3 separate regions of the Mus musculus genome follow, and regions 2 and 3 are each linked to region 1. Evidence: chromatin contacts called from public HiChIP or PLAC-seq data. All regions are on one chromosome and are shown on one strand. The core of a region is the stretch at or near the end of the contact, and the rest is flanking DNA. Distances in the headings are between cores, read along the strand shown.

What was found. HiChIP or PLAC-seq counts read pairs in DNA pulled down with a chosen protein or histone mark.
Region 2: a contact with region 1 is called in an H3K27ac HiChIP or PLAC-seq map of microglia, with 4 times the contacts expected there. The contact joins two enhancer-like sites. A contact is called at or near these places in 2 of 484 Hi-C or Micro-C datasets (bone marrow-derived macrophages and granulosa cells), 2 of 115 datasets of contacts at active chromatin or transcription factors (epiblast stem cells and microglia) and 2 of 9 other capture datasets (adipose tissue and liver).
Region 3: a contact with region 1 is called in an H3K27ac HiChIP or PLAC-seq map of microglia, with 4 times the contacts expected there. The contact joins two enhancer-like sites. A contact is called at or near these places in 7 of 484 Hi-C or Micro-C datasets (the G1E-ER4 cell line, Sertoli cells, bone marrow-derived macrophages and 3 more), 6 of 115 datasets of contacts at active chromatin or transcription factors (Th17 cells, cardiomyocytes, double positive thymocytes and 3 more) and 2 of 9 other capture datasets (adipose tissue and liver).

Annotation. Positions count from the first base shown.
Region 1 is chr5:97,023,329-97,026,809 of GRCm38.p6, reverse strand. All of the region lies in intron 1 of Bmp2k (BMP2 inducible kinase), which reads right to left. Among named protein-coding and RNA genes, the nearest start is that of Bmp2k, 27 kb to the right of the region's middle. Within about 2 kb of position 1,764, at least 40 of the 459 cell types and tissues checked have an H3K27ac peak or open chromatin away from gene starts, as enhancers often do. A contact at or near this core is called in microglia, where this site is marked.
Region 2 is chr5:96,809,470-96,812,950 of GRCm38.p6, reverse strand. It overlaps Anxa3 (annexin A3), which reads right to left. Exons shown (of 13, transcript NM_013470.2): 3 at 1,814-1,901; 4 at 15-109. Among named protein-coding and RNA genes, the nearest start is that of Anxa3, 18 kb to the right of the region's middle. Within about 2 kb of position 1,715, at least 6 of the 459 cell types and tissues checked have an H3K27ac peak or open chromatin away from gene starts, as enhancers often do. A contact at or near this core is called in microglia, where this site is marked.
Region 3 is chr5:96,854,904-96,858,384 of GRCm38.p6, reverse strand. No RefSeq gene overlaps it. Among named protein-coding and RNA genes, the nearest start is that of Gm33100, 23 kb to the left of the region's middle. Within about 2 kb of position 1,599, at least 20 of the 459 cell types and tissues checked have an H3K27ac peak or open chromatin away from gene starts, as enhancers often do. A contact at or near this core is called in microglia, where this site is marked.

The DNA.
Region 1 (3,481 bases), core at 515-3,014:
GAAGGCAGGGAATAATTTCCCGCCCAAATGAGAGTGTGTGGTAGGGAAGGCCCCACTCTTCTTTCTGGCCTCTCTGTAAGATGATGCTTAGACATGATGTAGATAATCTGTGACCATGGCGATTAGAAAGAAAATGGCTCAGGACAGGTGGACCACTGAATTAGCAAACCTCCCTCCAGAACTCAAGTGAGAGACAGTAAATGCTTTCTTTACCTACTCCAGTTACTGAGACATTCTCTTTACTGCATCTGAGAAAGTAGTTCATTTGAAATACATAGATAGTGCTATTAAAAAATCAATTATTTTATCAAATCTAAGATAAGAGTCTCACATTCATTTAAGACTCCTTTCTGGTATAGAACATTCTGTAACATGTTTTTCTTATAGGCATGTTGATTTTGTTAAAACGTTAAAGGCATGACTGTTAAACTTGTGCTATTATTGGAAAATATGAGACACTCTAGATGTTTTCAAAATGCACAAGAGAATCTGCAAGGGATACAGACCTGACAGGAGAATAAGGGTACACTGGCCTAAGTACATGTGTCAGTGAAAGCGACTGCTGACTTTATTAACCCAGAGTCACTTCCCTTCTTAGATCTACACTCTAGAGAAAAACCTCGCTCTCTCAGGGTTCTTGTATGAAACAATTTATGTAACACTGAACTGAGGTGTTCCCTCCCCTCTCCCCACTATTCGCACACACAAGATCATAAAATTAAATGATGATAGGCTTTGGTAGATAATTCTACCTAGGTTTTACAAGCTATTACACAAACACATGAGTTTCGTTTGTTTGCTTGTTCTAACGAGTGTTCCCATGCATGTATGAGCTAGCTCTTCATTGGTAGTAGAAAGGACCATGGCGAACACTGTAAGCTGCTCACACTGCTACAGTGAAAACAGAGGCTGGTTAAAGAGAAGACAGAGTTGCAACAGCAGCATCTGACACACTGAGGTGACGAATCAGAGGCTTGGAATTGAGTATGACGTAATCAAGTTGGACAGGTGAGAAGTGGCCAGGGCTCTGGGCCACTGGCAGCTGGACAGATGGCCACCACAAAGCCCTAGAGGCACATAAGGTGCAAGTGTCTGTGCTGGCAGCTTTATGTCAAGTTGACACAGCTACAGTCATCACAGAAGAGGACGCCTCAATTGAGACAATGACTCCATAAGATCAGGCTTCGGGTAAGCTTGTAGACATTTTCTTAACTAGTGATCGATAGGGGAGAGCCCAGCCCAGTTGTGGGTGGTGCCATACTTGGGCTGGTGGTCCTGGATTCTATAAGAAAGCAAGCTGTACAAATCATGAGGAGCAAGCCAGTAAGCAGCCCCGCTCCATGGCCTCTGCTTCAGCTCCTGCCTCCAAGGTTCCTGCTCTGTTTTGAGTTCCTGTCCTGCCTTCCTTCAATGATGGACTATGATGTGAAAACCTAACTTAAATACTTTCCTACCCAAGTTGCTTTTGATCATGGTGTTTCATCACCACACTAACCCTAGCTAAGATAGTGTCCTTCTCTTCTAAGTTCTAAGACCACTTCTAACAAGAAGCTTCCACCTAAGAGACCACGTTAGACCACCTCTAGACAGGAAGCTAAATATGGGGTAACCAAGAGAACTACATGGTGGTGGCTGGGAGAGAGGCGACACTGCACCATCGAGGAGCAACATGCCTAGTCACATGAGCGTGAGAGCAACGAGACAGTCTAAGGCACAACCTTGAGATACAAGGCTGGAAATCCAAATGTTGCCCAAGTGACTCACAGCACAAAGTCAAGGTCAGGAGCAACAAAGCTTGAGTCAGAGAAGGACAGAGGCAGCTTCAGCCACCCCGAATTGGGCAGAGGACACAGAAACAAGGCACATGCACAGCCATCTCCCTGACTGGGCTAAGTAAAGGGACACACAGAGCACAGAGCATGCAGCCTTCTCTTGGTTCAGTCCCTGTTAGCCCAGAGAGTTAACTAATCCCAACAGAGCTTGCCTCCACTCTTGTCCAGTTTTCCCACAAAAACCTTAAACAGAGCAGTTCAGTAGCCTTTTCCTCTCTTGGAAACTCCTCAATCTCTCAGGAGTCTCTCTCTTTTCTTTAGCTTCTCACTATGTCTCAATCTCTCGGTGTTCTATAAACAAAGCTTGCTTCCACTTTGCATATTCTCACCAGAGTTGGCATTTTTAAATTTTCATTGGCATAATACAACATGGAGCCACTATCTCAGGACGACCTTTGGTGACCACTGAGTATCCAGCACCATAAGGCTATGGTTCAAGCAGAACTAGGCAAAGGGTCCCATCATACTGAAAAGCCCTCAACCATATGTGTCTTAGGGTCAGCCTTCTTCCACAACCACCATTAACAGAATGATACCACAGCAGCCGCAAAAGCACGCTGGCACCTATCGAGCCACCCTGCAGGATTTAACGAGTAGCTATTCTATTACTATACCATATATGCACATATAATCCATCACATAACAAAAGCCATTCAGGTGACCTGTGTCTTGGGGAGTGTGGTTGTTTGTTGTTATTTCTGATGATGTTGCATTAAATGCCCTCCTGTTGCTGTACTTCTTTCTGGGATAGCTCAGTTCTAACTGGTTTTGGTTTTGTTTGTTTCTTGGTACTGGGAAGTGAAACACAACATTCCTAAGGGCTGGAACTTTTGTTTCTACAGAAAAGCTCCCCAAGCTAAGTCAGTAAAGGGAAAACAGACTTCAAATTCAAATTCAATGCTTTCAACAACTAGCTAAAATGTCAAAGAAACTTCTAGTTGCAAGCAACTCAGCCAGGTTTCTTTCACCCTCAGGAGACCTCCACAGCACTGAAAGTGTTGTGAATTTGACAGGAAATGCCTCTCAGTTTGCTATTTGTCTCTGAGAGCCACCAGCCCTCACTTTAAGCATCTTTACCTGAGTTTGTGGGCCTCTGCCATGGATCAACTGCATGTCCTTGGGATCTCTCTCTCTCCCTAAGACTTTTCCTTTCCTTTCAATCAGTAGAAGTTCTCCTCAATGTAAAAACAATTCTTTTCTCCTGGTTGTTTGTTTCAGCAATATTTGGTCTAAGCAATTCCTTTCAATTCTAACAGGATCCACCCATAGTTGGGATAAGCCCCAGAGTACTCCCCTCATATCAAACAGCAAATTATGTTCTGGTGATTATGTTCCGGTGGCTTGATTACAAATTATTAAACTGAAACGGAGTCATGGAAAAGTCAAAAAATTTGGAAGTCACTACAAGATATCAGAATCATGCAATAAAGCCATACTGCATAAATACTGCATGTTCACACAATTAGACTTATTCATTGCATGAACTTTAGTTCTCACCACTTGCTGTTTGTACCACACAGTGTAGCTGGTACTATTTACTAATACAGCATTTCATTGGGTATTAAACATGAAGCAGGATGCTACCAAAATGAAAAAACCTTTGAATTACTAAAACTGCTCAGTCTTCCCATAAAGGAAAGGGGGTAATT
Region 2 (3,481 bases), core at 466-2,965, 210 kb after region 1:
TTCATGGATGGTACCTGTTCATACGCTGCTTGGTACTGCTTGACAATCAGCTGTCGCTGCGCGTTCGACCGCTCCGTCAGAATGTTGATGAGGGTTTTCTCGTCAGTCCCTAAATGAGAACAAAGTTATTTTATGAGCCAAGGATTCTCCTTATCTGTTTCAAACAACAGATTCAGGGGGCCAAAACAAGTTCAGTCAGGAAAGCTTTTTAAGTTTTAAGTTTCCAGCTTCTTGCTGGGTTAGAATCTGAGTGTTTGCAGTTTGTTTGTTTGTTTGATTGGTTTGTTTGTTTGTTTGTTTGTTTTTTGAAAAGGAAGTTTATTTAGGTGATTTGAGGGCTGGAAAAATAAAACCCAGTCAAGTCAATCCATGTCTACTCTTTCCTATGCAGACGGAAAGGAACATGAAGAACTGTGCTGAGACAATTAAATGTTCATTAGAGATCAAATAGGTGGATATCTCTAAGTGCTCCTCCCATATGTCAACCCCTTGTAGACTGATGATCAAGTAAACAGGAAAAAAGCAGGACTTCTAAACCTGGGAGGGAAATGCAGAAGGGCTTTATGACTTTACGATTAAAATGGTACAGTAGATGTGAATCCTAGGGAAAATATTACTAAGCTTGTTTTTGTTAATGTTAAAACTGGGTGATAGTGTTAAAATGTTAGCATGATACTTTCCTGTGGCAGGGGTAGGGTGGGGGAGGGGAGATGCAAACATTGTCCAGGAGATGGACTAAGCGGAGGAGGATGTTTCTGTGGCTTGAGATTTTACTTAGAAAAGTTTATCTCCAGGCCCAAGAGTACTACTAATTTTGATAATCACGCCAGAGAGCGATTTGGCAAAATTTCTAGTTTAAAAATAAGAATTCTGGCCATCTCCACCCAGAACTCACAACTCCTGTCCTGTCCTAGAGAAATACTAGCAACTGTGCACAGTGAAGTCTAAGCGGGAGCATTCACCAAGGACTTTTGCACTGTAATAGAAAAGAGTTATAGGCAATTTGAATGTTTCATCAACATTTCCAGTTTATGATATAATATACAATAGACTACTGTGAAGTTAAAATTAATGACCCAGAGCCAAACTTATCAACATGAATAAATCTCAAAAACATTACGTTAAGAGGTAAAAACAGGGGCTGGTGAGATGGCTCAGGGGGTAAGAGCACCCGACTGCTCTTCCAAAGGTCCGAAGTTCAAATCCCAGCAACCACATGATGGCTCACAACCACCTGTAACAGAGATCTGATGCCCTCTTCTGGTGCGTCTGAAGACAGCTACAGTGTACTTACATATAATAAATAAATAAATAAATAAATAAATAAATAAATAAATAAATAAATCTTAAAAAAAAAAAAAAGAGGTAAAAACAGTCGGTCAAAGAACGGATGGTGCACTTCTCTGGTTTTACCGGTTGAAACTATAGAAACTAGTACGTACTTAGGCATGTAGCTGTGGTACTGGAAGTGTAAAGTCTAATTTAGAAAGATGATTTTCTCTAGGTAATGGGGTGAAATAGAACCTGGGAAGACTGTTCTGGACCGAATCCATCATGGTTTGTGATCATGATGGTGATAAGCAGTTGAAGGAGCTGTTGTGGTGCTGGTAGGATTTAATCGAGCAAACATTACAAATGCTTTATGTACTGAGAGACTCAGCTCTCATGCTCTTCTTCATTGCTTCACACTTTAAAATATCCCCTGACAACTTCTCTAATTCAGGATCCAAATTGGGCCAACCGGCTTTTTAGACAGGAACTTTCCTGGCTGGTCTTACCAGCCATACAGGAGGAGCTGAAAAGCTCCACTCACCAAGTCCTCTGATCGCTTTCCGGATAGCTTCGGCATCCACCGACGGGCTAAAGCCTGGATAATCTTTTATGGTTCCTCGAGGTCCAACCTAGAAGGAAAGTTCTGCTAGTTCAAAGCCACATTTTTATTTATACTAGAGTTACGTATAGACTAAATGTGTATCTCACATGGTCATTGATGAAATTGTATAAAGGCGTTTATGTTTTTTTTTTTTTTTAATTCCACTGCCTTCTGTCGACTCTGTGTGTGACTAAATGAGGGCTCACTGAACCAGGCTTGCATACAGCCCACAGGCAGCATGCTCAGAGGATCCTGTCTGAGCTCAGTGCACTGGCACAGTTCCAGAAAGGATCCCTGAGGCTCTGAATTTGCATACTAAATACCTGGAGCAAAAGCTTTTTAAGTTGTTAGGAGCACAGAGCAGAACTTCCAAGCCCTCTGGAAAAGCAGCAAGTGCTCTTAACTGCTGAGCCATCTTCCCAGTCCAGTAGGGCATAAGCATGGGCGAGACCTGTGGCAGCCCGGGTTCTTGCTGTTCCTGGCATAGTGCAAGATCTCCCATCCCTAGACATACTTGTACTACACGTAGAAAGAGGCCCCCAAGGTGGGACAAACTGCACATATAAAACATTGTTCCTCTAGGGCAATGAGCTGTTTCAACATCAGAGACTCTGAAGACTGCAGGATTTAAAGTTCCTACATATAGATATAAAATATAAGAAAACTTAAATTCTCTTCATCCACCGTATTCCCCAGTGAGGCTTCTGAGTAAGCTGCCAATCACATCTCACATTGAGGATGTGAGCAGCTGTGGACTGGAGATGCTGGGATGTGTAAACTGATGTTGACCACTGTGCTTGGGGAACCCTACTCTAAAGAATTAATAAACAAAAATGCTATCAAGACTGTTGTCTTTTATGTTCTGCTTGATGGACATGTGATGGTTGCCCCAAGATTCTTGTCTGAGAACTCTGCTGACATCTTGGAGCTTCAAGAATAGCATAGAGTATATATTTTTTTAAATAGCTACATTACTAATTTTAAGCACTTAAATTAGAAACACGACAGTGAGCTAAGAAAGACCATATTGCAAAAGAATAAAATATTCTGAAATTGCTGAAGAACTACATGACAGCCAAAAGGATGCTGAAGATCTTCAAAGTCACCATGTCCTCATATAGTATATTCTGACCTTTCAAATAAAAATCTGCACCAATCCCAGTAACATCTGACATTCTCTTTTTAAACGGGGACTTTCTACCCTGTTATTGAATGGTATTGATGGTGTTGTTGTGAATTAATATGGTCACATCTACGCTCTTCTGAAGTGTCTATTTTCATGAAAGGACATTATCTTGTCACATTAAAGTGAATGGAAAATTAATGTACTGGCACGGTAGAGACGAGAGTCTGCTGACTCAATAGATGAGATGGAACAATTTGTTTCAATGTTGTCAAACATTGTTTAAAGCACTCCAAAGGAAAAAATGAAAACTAACAAGCTAGAATGTGCCAGGTCTAAAGACAATGGAAGTGACTTAATCAGTCGCTTTAACATAATTCTTTGGAGTTCAAGGCTTAATAAGCTTTATAAACTGGCAGAGACAACTGACTTCATTACTATCCACTCCCACCTCTGAGTTCTCACCCTTCCCTTATCCACCTACC
Region 3 (3,481 bases), core at 350-2,849, 170 kb after region 1:
TTCAATGTCCTCTTCAGCTCTCTCTCCACCACCACCCAGGTGATCAGTGTCAGCAAACCACACCAGTTGCTTTAGTGCAACCCTAGGGCTAGCAAAGCCACTTGGGACTGTGGCTCTTTTCACCCTCTTAGAGTTGCACCCAGAGAGACTGGAAGGAGGTGCAGACAACCAGTTTTCCTGTGTGCACAGTGTGGTTTGGATGAATTGTTTGGCTGGCTTGGGTTGAAGTCTGGCATTTCCTTTTCAAGCATACTGCAGCTATTGCCCAGACTGCCTCAGACCCACCAGCCACCCAGTAATGGCACAGAGACAATTATTATTTATGATAGCTCAGGCCTTAGCTCAGGCTATTTCCCAACTAGCTTGTATAACTTAATTAACCCATTTATTCGGATCTAAATTCTGCCATGTGGCTCATTAGTTACTTCTCCTTCAGTTCCAGCACCTTCCCGTGTGTGTGTGTGTGTGTGTGTGTGTGTGTGTGTGTGTGTGTGTGTGTGTTTCCAGAATTCCCATCTCTACCCGGAAGTTACAACTTTCCTCTCCTGCTTTGCTATAGGCTGCTCTACCATTTAGTAAACCAGTCAGAAGGCGATGGAGAAGATGTTTACATAACACAGAGATAGGTGATATGTCATAAAAATAACAATATAAAGCCTTCCGGTGTTCAAATCTCTGCCCATACAGAATCAGCACTTGAATAATACAAAGGTAACCTTGACACAGTGCACACAAGATTAGCCCAACACACAGCAGCCATTTAACATTAGTGCTATTGGGTAACTGCCCTTCTTTGAAACTCTCCCTCTTTGACATTGAAAAGGTGATGGAAGAACACGCAGACTGTAGTCTCTAAGCAGGGCTACTCATGGCGGAGAAGATGTCATCAGGAAAGACTTACTTTAACTGGAAGAAACAACAGAGCAGCAAAGTGACTTAAGTACAAAGTCACCAATCTCACTTGGTTCTCAGGGACTAGAGGAGATGTTGAGAGAGTGAGTGGGAGGGTCTGAGTCTACTCACTAACTGGGTAGTTTTGAAAAGAAATTTGGGGGTACTTTCCGTGCTTCATAAAGCAAGGCTTGCAGGAGGGGAATTACCAGGAGGTCAACTTTTATCTTCTCTCAGAATTGCAAACTCAAGAGAACTTCACAGCATCCTACATCCCCCAAATGAATGAGTACAAGCCATTGTAAGTTTTCCAAATGGAGCCAGAGAACAATGGCTAGCACTTATGGAGCACTTTACAGGGTGAAGGCACTGGGTCAAGTGTGCAGCTACACTGACTTACCAGAACCACACAGCTATCTGCAACAATAGAAACCTGTGCTGTCCTGGCTTGAGCGTGAATCTGTTGTCCAGTCCGGTAATCATGAAACTATACGTGTTTGATTCCCTTTATGAAAGAGATATTTCCCCAAAGACGTCCCCCAAAGATTTAGAGATATTTTACTGAGAGACTAAAATAAATTGTATTTATTTTTTTTCTTCAGTTGTTTGCTGAACACTTCCTGCTGATTTACATAGTACTAGGAACTAAACTCCAGGGCTTCTGCTCACCAGACAGCGACTTTACCCACTGAGTCATGTCCCCAGACTACTAAGTAAGGTTTCTGAAACCTCTTGCACATCATGTTCCCCTATCCCACTCATGTCTTTGCCCTCGCGCTCCACCCTTGTAACCTCTTCCCTAAAGAAAATAAAAAATAAAAGTAAAAAATCAAACCAACCAACCAACCAACCAACCAAAAAAACAAAACATCTGTCGTGTGTCACTGTGTGTCACACAGTGTATCCTTCTGTCACACATCTTTACTTGCAAATGTTTATGGCAATGAATCATTAGTCTGGTTTGAGGCTTCTGGCTTCTGTTACACTATCAATACTGGGTCTTCACCCCTCTCAGATATCCTGTTGTTGTCCTGTATCATGGAGATGCTCTAGCTTTGCCTCTGCTGGTCCAGCCCTTTCACATGCTCTAGCAGATCATAGATGGGGTAGATGTTGGGGTAGGACAACTCAAAGCCCTATTTGGTTCTGGATCTGGGCCTGGGAGGTAGATGATTTGGTTAGTCTTCCTAGGCCCATACCATTGGGGCAAGCTCTCCAGTAGTTCCCAGGCTAGCTCACTTAATGCTGCATTCAGCGAGGGGCAGGGTCAAATCTCCTGCTCTCATGTTCTTGGGCCTGGCTCATCTGCACCCCTGCCACCAGAGTCAGCTGTACTGTGCTGCTCTGGCAAGGTGTAGAGCCCACACTCCTTAGTGCTACAATCAGTGAGGGGCAGAGACAGCTCTTCTGCTCTCATAACCTCAGGGCCAAGGCTGGAAAGAGGTAAGGAAGGGGAGAACATCTCCCACAAGGTATAGAGCCAGCCAGCGCTTGCATGCCCAAGGGACATCAACACAGACCCATGATGCCCTAGGACCATGAACCCAGACATGATCCCTAGCAACAACCTGGGCCTGGATGTCCCATGGCCTCAGGTGATGCGCTATTCAGATCAGTACATCATCCCCTTCACCCCCATGCCAGCACACCCTCAGACATCCACATGGTTTTCACCTTTGGTGGTAACTCAGGCCACAGACAATGACACAGACCCTAGCTGCATCATGAATCCAGACATGGCCTTTTGTGGCAGAGACCTGGGCTAAGACCATGTGGAGACCACCATGGCCTCCTCATCTTGCTGCTGTTCAGTCTCCAGTTCCATATTTCTCCATAGTATACAAACCCCTTGGCTTTGCTTTTTCCTCTATCTCACCACCACAAACTCCATCTTCCCATCTCTCCATCACACATTCATTTGTGGTAGTGATGCCCTAGGTAGTTGCTTAGGTATCTTTCTTCTGGCCACCTCAGGTTAGTATGGCAGGGCAAATGATTTTATGTCTTTCTCCACTAATTGAATTTTATTGAGTTAACTTTCTAATACTCTTCATGTCATTAAATATTCATAACTCTTTTGGGTAAGGACTTACTTGTAGCTGAAGTATCAGGTTGCAAAGAGAGGAGTATTTGCCAATTACATACTGATTTACATACACGTTGTTGTAGTTAAGTAGAAAGCCAAGATCTGAGCCCAGACTGATCTGATTCCAAACCCAATGCATTCAAGACAATTCAGATGCAGAAATTGGAGGCTATCAACATGGCATGCAAATGATATGAAAATGGACAGCAGAAAATATACAGAAGTAAATTCTGGATCACATTACCCTAAACATTTCCTTCAAAAGCACGAGTAGGTTCTTTGAGAACCTTCTATCCAGTATCTTCATTTGCCATTTTTGAAGCACCTAATCTCCAGACCAAGTATATTCTTGATCTAGAGTCTCCTGCCTTCTAACGTTCACCATATTACAAGGCCAGGGCTCCTTCCAGATTGCAAAGTTTCTCCTTCACTGTCTTCATGGATTAACCAGTGTTCAGTGAGCTGACTTGCAGATACTCATCAGTGAAGGTGATCCATGACTAA